Linked DNA regions of Zea mays: region 1 is linked to region 2. A link is a contact called in public Hi-C data. All regions are on one chromosome and are shown on one strand. The core of a region is the stretch at or near the end of the contact, and the rest is flanking DNA. Distances in the headings are between cores, read along the strand shown.

What was found. Hi-C and Micro-C count contacts between places; a contact is called where the count stands out from the background.
Region 1: a Hi-C map of bundle sheath shows a contact between it and region 2, with 4 times the contacts expected there. The contact joins the promoter of LOC100280894 here to the promoter of LOC111347718 in region 2. A contact is called at or near these places in 5 of 25 Hi-C or Micro-C datasets (bundle sheath, ear, endosperm and 2 more).

The regions. Positions count from the first base shown.
Region 1 is chr3:189,792,891-189,799,083 of Zm-B73-REFERENCE-NAM-5.0, forward strand. It overlaps LOC100280894 (serine/threonine-protein kinase NAK), which reads left to right and starts at 4,867. Exons shown (of 5, transcript NM_001371675.1): 1 at 4,867-5,004; 2 at 5,419-6,092. The coding sequence starts at 5,439.
Region 2 is chr3:189,589,409-189,595,591 of Zm-B73-REFERENCE-NAM-5.0, forward strand. It overlaps LOC111347718, which reads left to right and starts at 2,844. Exons shown (of 1, transcript NM_001357585.1): 1 at 2,844-4,161. The coding sequence starts at 3,269. The coding sequence ends at 3,844.

The DNA of each region.
Region 1 (6,193 bases), core at 3,617-6,116, 210 kb after region 2:
GCATGTCCCAGTGGTAGCCTTCGACTAACCAACTCGGTCCAACAAAACACTCCCTCACCCCCAATATGATGTGGCCGACGCTTGGCCACAAGCTAGCCCCTTAGAGCCGAAGGCTCAACACTACTAGAAACTAGAGTGAGAAGGGGATAAAAAAGAACATCACGTTGCAATTGACATCATTGGCCACTTTTATACATACTAGCATATAGCTTGTGCTAAGCTACGACCCCGAGGAGGAGAGGGGTCGACGACGGTGGCAATGCGAGGGGAGGAGGGGTGGCGAGGTCGCGAGGATGCAGTGGTAGGGGGAGGGGGAGGCTGAAGGCAACAGAGGAGGGGGGATGGATGGATGAGGAATGGCGGGTGATCCAAATAACATTGTCCATTTAATTTGAGTAAGGGAGAAGTGGTATCCATATATCTGAATCATTGGTTTTGACGATATGTGTAAGTCTGGGTGCAATTTGTTTGGTAGATTTAATGTATGTTCCGTGTGTGGGTGATTTGGTTGGTTGAATTTTGCAAAGTTTAAAGTGGTGGATTATACGGTGGTATAGATATAGATAGTGGCCAAATAAAGGCCTTAAGGGATGTGGACCAAAGAAGCTTGAATGAAATTTTGGTTCTTTAATATTGTATAAAAGGTATACAATAGATTAAGTATAGAATATATTTATAGTAGTTCTTGCTTTTATGTTATTTTTATATAAATATAGTTATATTTTTTGAATTGGTTGAACTTAGATTTTTTTCAAACGAGTACTACAAACGGATGGAAAAAATTCCTATGCGTTTTATGTTTTTTGGTATTTTGTATGCAATCCAAGTAAGAGTCTGCTAGTTTTATTATTAATCCGTATGGATTAGATGATATTGAGTCGATTGAATATGGTAAGTTAAAATTTATTATAATTTATTTCAATACATTGAAGGTCTCAAGGTGTAAAGAGGAGAAAGGTAACGATCGCAGTCGCACGGTGGAATTCATCGGTTGGACGCGCCCAACCCACATGCGTCACGGTGCGTGCGCTCCTGGGTCCTGGGCTCCTGGCTCGCCACGCCGCACATCAAGGGCCGTAGAGGGCCGGGGCTGGAAGGCACGGATGATTACCCAATCATGCCACCCCGCGGCCCTGCCAGGCAGCCCCATCAATGCTCGCGTGCATGGTCCTCCTCGAGCTTTACTCCCGACCGACCGGTGGGACCAGCGGGTTGGCGCGGCGCTAGGCCGATCACGACCATCGGTCGCTGTTCGGACGGGCGGGATACAGTCAAAGCCTCGTCCCGATCGTCCCTTCCTTTTCTTGGAAAAAAATTTGGTGCAGCACTGCTGCAAACCAGAGTGGTTTACAGCCCCTCACAAAAAGGAGGATAGATCCCACCTGCAGGTCCAGCAGATAACGTTTTAGTTGTATTATTGTTCCTGCGGGTGGGGTCTATCCTCCTTTTTGTGAGGGGCTGCAAACACTCTGGTTTGCAGCAGTGCTGCACCAAATTTTTTTCCCTTTTGGAAAACTAGAAACCCCTTGCCTATATTTTTTCCCGTCTTTGACTGGCCCGTCAACATCCGCGTGGGTCCCGCTGCCACCTCTATGACCTGACCAAGTGACCATGGGCTGTATAGTATAGTAGTACGCCCCTTCGAATAGGAATAGGATATTCCCTTCAATGCCCATCCTCTCTCTCTTTGACTGATAGAGGAGGGAGGGCCTTCCTTCCGCATGTACTGCGCATTTGCACCCGAGTCCTCGGATGATACTTTTCCTTCGTTTCGCGGCGAGCATGCGCCTCGCTTGGACTTTCTCTTCTCAGAACCGCTCCGTGGAAAATTCTATTCTGAAAACCAGTACGTTTTCCTTGCAGAAATTTCTGCTGAAACTATTATGCCCTTCCTCCTTCGTAGCTCTGCCAAAGCCGAAATTCAGATTTGCACTAGATTTGGCGGCGGAGTCAGTCTGACGTACAACTCCCATTTACATTTTGTTAATATACTGTATTTAGTTTCAAAAAATAACAGTGCAAAAAAGTAAACACTTGGGTCATTGGGTGATTTCGATTTAAATCGTACGGTCAGATGCGCCTGGGCGATTTCGGTTAGGTGCCAAAAAAAAATCTTGTTTGTTAGTAGCTGCGCCTGGGCTGCAAACTGCAAGTACTGCAAACAAACGTTTTAGAGCAAGTATAATAAAGTTCTATGTCACCTAAATCCTAGATGGCAAGATAAGAACACATGAGAGAGAAGAAAGTGAGTGCTTAATAAGGAATCAGATTCCAACACATTCTATGAGAAACAAGAGCATGCTTGCACCCTGACGTGGGAGTTAAGAATGTCTCTTTCTTTTTTTCAGCAAATCTAAATAATTCCTCTCTCCAATTTAGAGTCACCTAAAAATAACTTTTACTATATATATATATATATATATATATATATATTGATTTTATTGTTGACTCTAAATAACGTGGTAAGATCTAAGAACATTTAGAGCCTTCAGTTGATTCTTCTATTAGCCTTGCTCTTAGCTAATCTCAAGGCTGGTCAAACCTATGAAATGGTGCTAAGCGCAATTCTTGGCGCCATTCGAACACATATCGATTGCACCAACATCTCATATTGTTCTGCTAGCGTTTCGAGAGTAATTTCCAGAAGAAAAAAAAGATAGTTGTGTGTTCCAAGGTTTGGATCCTTCCGTTCAGTTCAACAAGAGAGGCATTTCGGCGCAGCAATGACTTCAACAAAAGATGCCTGCACGCGATCCCTTTCATAGAAAGCCAAGTAATCTTCTCTGCTTCCACCTTTTTTTTTTCCTTTGGTATAATGGTATTCACTACTCAGCTAGACCTTGTTTTAACGAACGGAGAATAGGTAGCGATATCTATCTTAGCTGACTCGTCAACAATTTGGAAGCCGTCCCGGCCGCTTGTCTCTTCACGGCACCGAGGTAGTGATATCTTAGCAGCAAAGGAAATAAAATTGAAGAGAGGAACCTCGATAGCCTACTACTATACGTTCCCAATTCCCAAATAAAGAAGAGAAGTACAAAACCCACTGTTCTTTACTAAACAAGCAAAGGTGCACCACTTTTCCCAACGAGAAAATTAAACTTCAAAGTTCAAAGAAAGAAAAATACTCCTCATTGATAATACTACCTCCGTTTTTTTACTTGACGCTGATTAGTTCAATTATATACTTAGAAATATCAATATACTAAGAAAAATACTCCTCATGGATTATGGCAATTTCAAGATTTACATGCCAGTGTCTCATGATTTACAATATAATCTAATATATTTGGGTGGAAAGAGATTCTTATAACTTGCCCCAATCCAAATAGCTAGGGCTTAGATTACACAAAAGGAAAAATAGTACTCCTTTTGTTTCAATTTATAATTTGTTTGACTTTTTAATCCAAGTTTGACCGACTCATCTTATTTAAAAAGTCTCGCAATTATTATTAATTTTTACTAGAATTAAGTATGTCTTTGATTTATTTTATTTTTATGCAAAAAATAATTAAGTCGGACCGGTTAAACTTGAGACAAAAAATGTCAAATGAATTATAAATTAATAATAAGATGGAGGGAGTATTTGGTAGTATATCATGAGTCATTTTTGTTGCCATGGCAGGTCGGCAGCTCATGACACCATGGTTGTAGCACGCAGCAGATATGTTTAGTAGTTATGGTGTCTTGGTGTGACAAGAAATTTGGACGCGTTGCCTTTGTATTTTTCTCCACAAAACCTTGCCAAATTATATATGATGCCGTTTTAATCCGCCATACATTATTATGATATTATCCTTCTCCATCTTATTTGACAACAGAGAGAAAGAATTACTCTAGAAATTACGATCTCCCTGCTTGTCAATTCTGCTTGGTAGTTGGTAGTGTACATTTTCTTTTTTTAATTTCTAGTAATTTGATACAAACTCTATGACATTTAAATCCTAAGATTAGATTAAGAGAAACTTAAAATATAACTAGTCATATGCCCGTGCATTGCTACAGTTTTTATATATAACGTATTATAAATTTTGTTTTAATAAAGCACAAAACATATGTTTTCTATTGATTAGTTGGGTGTGAATGTGAAGCCAACAACTAAGCTTCAAACATTCACTTATACATAATTTTACCTTATTTTTTACATAAACTCTTCTATTATAGTGTTAGAGAAGAGATTATTAGAGTGCAGGTTGATTCTAAAGAAATATAAGGTTTTTTTGAAAAATATTGACACGGAACGACCGTTGAAACTAATGCTTTAATATAATAGAGATTAATGGAGTGAAATATAAAAAGCTATCTCGTAATATCGTTCTATTTTTGACCGGGCGGCTTTTCTTCTATTTGCTCTTTTAACCTTCGTTTACTTTTCCTCGCCCTCGTTACCTTCGTAAGAAACTGTTTGTTTTCACAGAGCTAAAGTTTAGCATAATATACTTTTACTAATGTTTAGAATATATGAAACTAATCAGACATACTAAAATGACAATGCTAAAGTTTAGCATCTATTAGCATATTAGCTCTTTCTTTAGTGCTAAAGTGTGCTAAAAATGTTCCCTAAACCAATAACGTTCTCTTCCTTTTCTTTAGCACCCCTATCAAATAGAAGTAAAATGCTAAACTTTAGTCTATTCTTTATCACTGCTAAAATTTAACACCCTGCTGAAGTTCAGTAGCACATAAAATCTAAATATATCATTACTTGTTACTTTGACCAATTATATTAGACTGTGTCTAGCAGTTAATTTATATAAGTCATCTAAAATACTGTTTTATATTGTAGATACGACAATAGATGAGAAGACAATCACTACTATTTACTACTAAGACATCGCAGTCGCAGACCCGATCTGCTTATATATACTCCCATCCGTTCCATTCCTGCTTGTTCTTCCAATCCCCCCTCCCCCGGCGTGCGCTCCCTCCTGTCTCTCTTGGCGACGACTGGGCAACGGTCGCAGCTGTATGTTCGAGCCCTTCGCCGACGACGTTCACCACCAGGTACGGACGCCACTTTCCCCTCCCGCTGTGCGAAACCGAGCACCCAAACCCTAACTTACTATTTGTATTCGGATCTGATCTAATTACAGGTCCTACTTACTTCGATTGTTTTGAAAAAAATACCCGGGGGTGTAGATGTGTTCATCCGTTTCCTTTTACTGGGTCCATCCTGTCTCTACTTTGCTGGTGATGGGTTCACTTTCGAAGTGTGATTATTCAGCTAGGAATTTTCATCTGTAATAACTTGACGCATTTTGCATTGTCTGTTGTTCAGGATTTTGCTTCAGTAGATGTCATACCTGATACATAGCATAAGTTTTGTGTTTAAATTGACTAAGTATGTTAGGGTAACACGGATCTGTTTATTTTTTTCCAATATGTGATAACATTTCGATTTTTTTAAAAATTATGCAGGAATTTTCTCAGCTGTGCCAATGATGGGTTGCTTCACTGTTCTCAGATCCAAGAAGAAGAAAAGCCATTTTGATAATCCTCTTGTCCCAAGCAAGAAATCAGTTGATGCAAGGGAAAGTACGTCCTCTAGACTTCCGGAGCCAGAAGTTCATGTGCCATCTTTGCAATCAGCTCCTCCTAGTTTTAGGAACAGGGTCAAGATATCCGAGTCATCAAATGAAGTTTCAAACAGAAACAGCAGGGCTCGCGTGCTGTCTGCTCCATCAGCCCTTATTGTGGTTGATCAGTTTGGCTTTCCATATTCGGAATACCGAGATCAAGATGACTCCAGGGATAAGGAAGGTTTGACAAAGGGGCATCGCTTTTCAAATCCTTTGCCCCTTCCTCTTCCTTCACGCGAAGGACATTCTTTTAGGAACTCTGGTAGCTTCAAAGCCAGCAACGTAAGCGGGCCATTGGAGATGTCTGGCCCTCTCCCATTGCCTCTAAAGAAATGTGATGGACTTAGAATCTTCTCTTATGAGGAGATTTCATCTGCCTGCCAACGATTTTCTAGTGATCAGTGTGTTTCAGAAACACTTGGTTCAACATCATACAAGGCAACATTTAGAGATGAATTTATTGATACGAGGACCACTGAAGCAACAGTAGCTCGATTACTCCCCTCCACTCAGGTACCTTTCTCAGCCATTGATCTTCAAACATGTGTCTGCTGTATTTATGACATAGTTTCATACTTCATGGACATACCATTCTGTAATTTTGCATCATTAAT
Region 2 (6,183 bases), core at 1,594-4,093:
TCGATAAAAAACTACAATTATATCACACATGTGAAAAACTACCCACACCCGACTTTTGAACCTTTTAGGGCCTGTTTGTTAACATTTTTAAAAAACTATGGTTTTACAATACCATGCTTTGCAATTATCACAATAATACTATGGTTTTGGCCAACTCCAAGAATAGTATCTATTGTTTGGATACAATAATGTAAACCATGGTATTTAGGCAAAAGTTAGTCATTTCATGAAAACTTTGGGTTAGAGTGGAGTTTTCAATACTCCAAAAGTACTATGATATCTAGAATGCCATGGTTTTAAAAACATAGTTTTAGAAAAGCAACCAAACACCTCATGACAAAAAATATTATGGTATTCCTATAAATGATACCATTGTCTAGAAACTATAAAACTATTTTACTTCCAAACATTCTCTTATTCTTTCATGGCATCTTCTCTAACCCGACAATGTTAGGACTCGGTGTTTGAGATTCACAGTTTCTATGAGAGATACCAACCTTAACAGGAAGTTCATATGTGGTAGGAAGGCTAGGTGAATAAGTGGGCATATAGCCATGTAGCGATGTTGTTGCGGCTACAGATGTGTGAGGTGGAGAGAGCCAAATGAGTGGCTAGAGGTCAATGGCTTAGGCATCACAAGTTGATGGGTTAGCAGCGGATCCAATAATAAAGAGCTCTCGAAGCAAAAGGCGGGTGTGACAGAGTCACACAATGATGATGCCCAACGATGAGCTGCTCGTGAAGATGAAGTGGGGTAAAAAGATAACCTCATAATCATCTCATCTTGATCAAATACCTTTAAATCAAGTTGGAAGAGAAAATTTATCCGGTGTGAAGTGCAAACAAATCCTTTAGGAATACTTGTAGGTTTAGAGATTATTAAGGATTCTTCACTAGATAGCCTCGCTTGCCTTCATCATTTTGAGCCACATGTTCTTATTCTTATCCAACTTCTAAGACTGCCTCTAGCAGGTCAAGGATACAGAAAATAAGTAACAAAATCGTACTATTCATGCGTCCAGTAGATCGATCATGTGTCGCGCAAAATGCATGTCCTCTCACGGCGTCGTGCATATCCGCGAGCTCCCACGGTTGCGCAAAAGCTGGTTTCCTTAGCGGTGCACAGTAAAACACATAGCCTCAATATTCATGTGTGTGCTGATATTAAATTGATGTGTGACCATATTAAGTATTAACAACATATTTTGTGCGACGCTTTCGTCGCCACAAACATCACGGAACCGCATCCGCAACACTGCTAAAGACAACCTAAGGAATTAGAGGATCTCCATCAGATTGAGGATATCGAATCCACTATATGCAACTAAGGGCTGATTTGGTGACTAGTGATCACAGGAGGATTGAAAGGGATTGAGGGGGAAATTAGTTCATTTCCCCTCAATCCCCTCCAACTCCCGTGATCCCCTTGTCACCAAATGAACCCTAAAGAAGATTGAGAAATCAGACTTTTAGTGTATAGGAAAACTATGTTCCAGGAAATTGAGAAAAATCTACTCCCTTTATTATTCTCCTTCTAGGTGGGGCCCATATGTTATTGGAACTTCTCTTCCTCCTCTCTCACTAGGTTTGTGGTTTGTCAACAGGTTGGAAGAGTTTAGGAGAAGTGTCACCTCCCCTTGCCCTCTATGCCCCTTTGTTGACATGTCGATCGAGGAGATGAGTAGCGCCAATGCCGACTATGCTGCATAGCAGAACAAGTCACTGCCCGACCTACAGTCTGTCGCATGACCATGTGAAGACTAGGCCTGTTTAGTTTCCTACCTAAGGCGATACAATCTGCCTAACCTTAGTCGCTCGAATTGAAGAACTAAGTTTATGCAGAAAAGTTAGACATGTTGTGGCGCCTTAGGCAGCAAACCAAAATAACCTCTGGCTTTCGCTAGTCGCTTCTTGCATGCCCCGTTGATGAAATACAAGCAATGGAGGAGGAGGTACCTAGGACCAGGAGCACCATCGGGAACCTATCAACGTCGCTCAATCATAGATCGAAGGGCATGAGTTTCTATTCGACGATTGTCGGTGATGGCTTGGTCCAGTGGGGGCTAAGTGCCTGTGAGAGAAGGGGGAGGAACAACGATCGAGAAAAAGGCTACTTGCTCATCACTATCCAAGGGATTGTGTAGAGATTTCGAGGGTCCTAGAAAATACAGAAAAAAGATACTTCCTTCGTTCCAAAATAGTATGTGTTCTAGCTCTTGATTTTTGTGTCTATATTCACCTAAATGATGATGAATATAAATACATATATAAATCACATACATTGTATTGTATGAATTCTCTAAAAAACCAACACGAATTTTATTTTAGGACGGAAGGAACATATCAAAGCAGATTTTTTACCTCTATGACAGTTTTTATAGGAATAGATTATTTTTCTAATCTGGCGGAGATGATATTAAGACTTTCAAAGCGTTTGAGGAGGTACCACAACTCAGAAGCTGGATTGGATCATCCGATCCAGGTTCATCCACACGGCCAAACCCGATTGCTTCCATCCATGCAGAACTTGGGAAGCCATTGTTCCATGCGACTATGCCTTTGGCGGTTTGGCCTCTGCCTCAGCTGGTCAGTCCAGCCCTCAGGACAACTGAGCAGAGAGGCCGATGGCGTGGAGCCCGGCCAGCGGCCAGGCCGGCAGTAATAAAAGGAAACGAAAAGCACGCGCAGGTTTTGCATCAGCGCACGCCCGTTGCCGCGTGATTTGCACGGACAAGCACCAAATAGGTGCATGCGCAACAAGCCTACGAGACGGGCACAGATATTTATCATGTGAGGCGCGAACTTTTGCAAGGCCCACCATAAAGTGACCCGGAACCGACCCTCCGCTCCAACCGCCGCCGAGCGGCGCTGCGCCTGAGTCTGAGCTCCCCGAGATCTTGCCTCCCCGCTATAAAATCTCCATCTCCGGACGCTTGCGCAGGGGGAGGGGAGCTTTCCACTTCACGGCTGATGAGTGATGACCCTACCAGAAATCGACCCGATACGGCTCCTGCGCCAGATCGTCCATCAATAGCCCGAATCACACTCATCACAAGCCTCAAACTTTTCCAAACCAATTTAGATGCGGCGTGAGTGCTAAAGCGCTCTCTGGACTCTGTTTCGCAGTGGCCGCAGCTGCAGCGTCCTCTTCCCTTTTTGCCATCCAGCATCACCTGTGCCGCCGGCGCGTAATTGCACCGCGGTCACTGGTTAATAGGAAGAAGGGAAGGAGGAGGGGGGAGCGGTGTGCCGGGGTATCGTCGTGCCCATGGGCGTGCACGCCAGGTCGATGAGCTGGTATATGGGGTCGCCGGCGCCGGGGAGCGCCGCCGAGGGCGAGGGGCAGCGCGCGCTGAGAAGCAGCTCCGGTGGCAGCGACGGCAGCTTCGACACCAACATGGTCATCATCCTCGCCGCGCTGCTGTTCGCGCTCCTCTTCGCGATGGGCCTCAACTCGCTCGCGCGCTGCCTCATCCGCTGGGCACGCCGCGCGCCGGCCGGGGAGGACGGCGGCGCCGGCGGGCTAAAGAAGCGCGCGCTCCGGAGCATCCCCGTCGAGGTGTACGGCGCGTGCGGCGCCGACGGGGCGGCGGCTGTCGCCGCCGACGTCTGCGCCATCTGCCTCGGCGAGTTCGCGGACGGCGAGAAGGTGCGCGTGCTGCCGCGCTGCGCCCACGGCTTCCACGTCCGCTGCGTCGACACCTGGCTCCTGTCGCACGACTCCTGCCCCACGTGCCGGGGCTCCGTGCTCGACGGCGCAAAGGCCGCCGCCTCTGCTCCCGCCGCCGGGGGCAACCGGCGGCAGGGAAGCGAGGCTGCTGCCATCGCAATTGTCATTGGATGACGTGGACGTGTGGGGGCCCGCGTGCCCACTGGTGGTGGAGCCACACGGTATGCGAGACTAGCTTCGTTCCGTGGTAGTGAGATATTTTGCTGTGATGAGAAGCCGACGAGTCGCGGCGGCCCATCTCTCAGTCAAGACACAGCATGGCCTTCAGGATATTATCCCTTCGGTCTGTACTTGTGCATGGTCGTCGCAGCTGATCCTGTTTGTGTATACTAGGAGTGGATGATGAGGTATGCCGCTATAGGCTTGCAATAATACAGTTTTGTTTGTACATGTTCGATTTGACACAATTTTAGAGCACTGAGCAGAGCACACATGGACTAGTATTCTAAGATGTACGGTGGACGTCTATTTTGCACTGACAAATTTAGAATTATTCTACCATTTTAAGTTTTGCTACTCTACCATCGTTTTGAGAGGCTTCACCTAAATGAACATAACGCCCACCCTACAATATCATTTGGTCATTTACAAGTTGTTTGGTTTGAGGAATGATCTAGTCCATCGTCTTCTCACTCCTCACTTTTTTGTTTGGTTTGTGGAATGGATTGAGTTGATCAATATCACCTCATTCCTTATAGTTATTTAGTTAATACTAATATGAGGCATAAGGTCATCCCACCAAATTTGAGGAATGGACCCATGATGCACCACCACATTTTGGATGAAGTGATTCCTCAAACCAAACATCCCCTTAATAAAATGAAAAATATAGAAATGAATATATTTATAGGGACATTGAGGGGCCCTGTTGTTGTTCATGCATTCACTATGGTCCCTGATCTTGTTTGTCACAGCCCCTATTATCCTCGTATGTCTCTGTAAAATTAGCCATCAATGTCCCTATAAAATATAAAAATTCCTTGTTTCGGTTTATTAAAGAACTAAATGGCATTATAGTGTATGCGGCATGTTCTATAATGACATTTGAGCAAAACCGCTTAAAACGATGGCAAAGTGGCGAAACCTATTTTTTATAATAAAAAATCCAAATTTATCATTTTGCATGTGTTTTATGCAGTGGAGCTATATATAAACACCCAGTGCATTGCTACTGTTTTTATATATCACATAGATAGACTTTATTTTATATTATGCTTGAGTATAGAATATAAAACACAAAATATGTGTTATATTGGTAAGGTAGGTGTGAATATGAAACCAACAACAAAATTCAAACCCCGACTTATGCATAATTGTATCTTAATTTTACATAAAGCTAAAAGAGGAGAGGTGAGAACAAACAAAGTGTGTGTCGAACATTGGAAAGTGGTGTTCTTTTATATAAACACCTATAAAACAAATGTTTGCTCGTGAAGATTAAGTTAGATATGAGGGCCATTTTTGCTGCTACGTAGGTAGTTTCTATCGCTGACTAGGTCATGGCAACAAAGTAGATAAAATATATGTAACACCCTGAATTTTTGCTAACATTAAATTTTGTTTTTAAAAGGGCTAAATCCTAATTTTGTTTTCCCACTTTTTATTCAAAATGATAGAGCTATTTTGGGGATAAAAGAGAATTAATAAAGTGGAACTTAGGTTCTACATGTTGTGTTGCATTCCATGCTGGAGCATAAATCTTTTGGTTGTCTAGATTGCTTCAGTAAAAGAATTTAGTTAAGATTCAAGCACCTCTTTGAATTAAAATCCAAAAATGTTGTACCTTTTTTAAAAAAGAAATACCTTTTTCCTTCCCCTCCCTTCCCCTAGCCAGGTTTTCGGCCCAGCCCATCTTAGTCGCGTGCCCGCGCTACGCACACATGCAAGCGTCCGCGCCTAAGCCATCACTGTGTAGTGGGGCTCGCCCGCCATTCAGCACTCCACCAGCCGTCATCATGCGCAAAGGAGCCGTCCATGGGGGCCGCCTATCACATATCATTCTCCCCATTTGCAATGGTTTCTTTCGTTCGACTCGACCAGGACGCGAGTTCGCGGCAAAGTCAGCAACCGCCCAGCCCAATCTCCCCTCCTCGCCATGACCCGAATCGAATCATCCCCGCATAAGACCATGGCCCTGCACACTCTCCCCTCCCTAGATCTCGTAGAGCGCAATCGTGTCCATGCACACAACAACTGTGCCGCGCTCGTCGTCGCGTGCTGGAGCACCATTTGCTCGCAACCATTCCTATCCGAAGAATCGTCGTATTGTGCCCCAAGGTTAGATGTGCCCCATTCCTCTCCCCATCTCCATCGCCTCCCTTTGTGTCGTCTGACGAAACCCGTTCTGTCCTCGCCCTGCGCGCACGCGTGCTCGCACGATGCCATTGTGGCTCCATCGTAATCCCCTCGATGAGTCGCTCTATGTCGTTGTCTAGCCTTGAATCGTTGTGTGC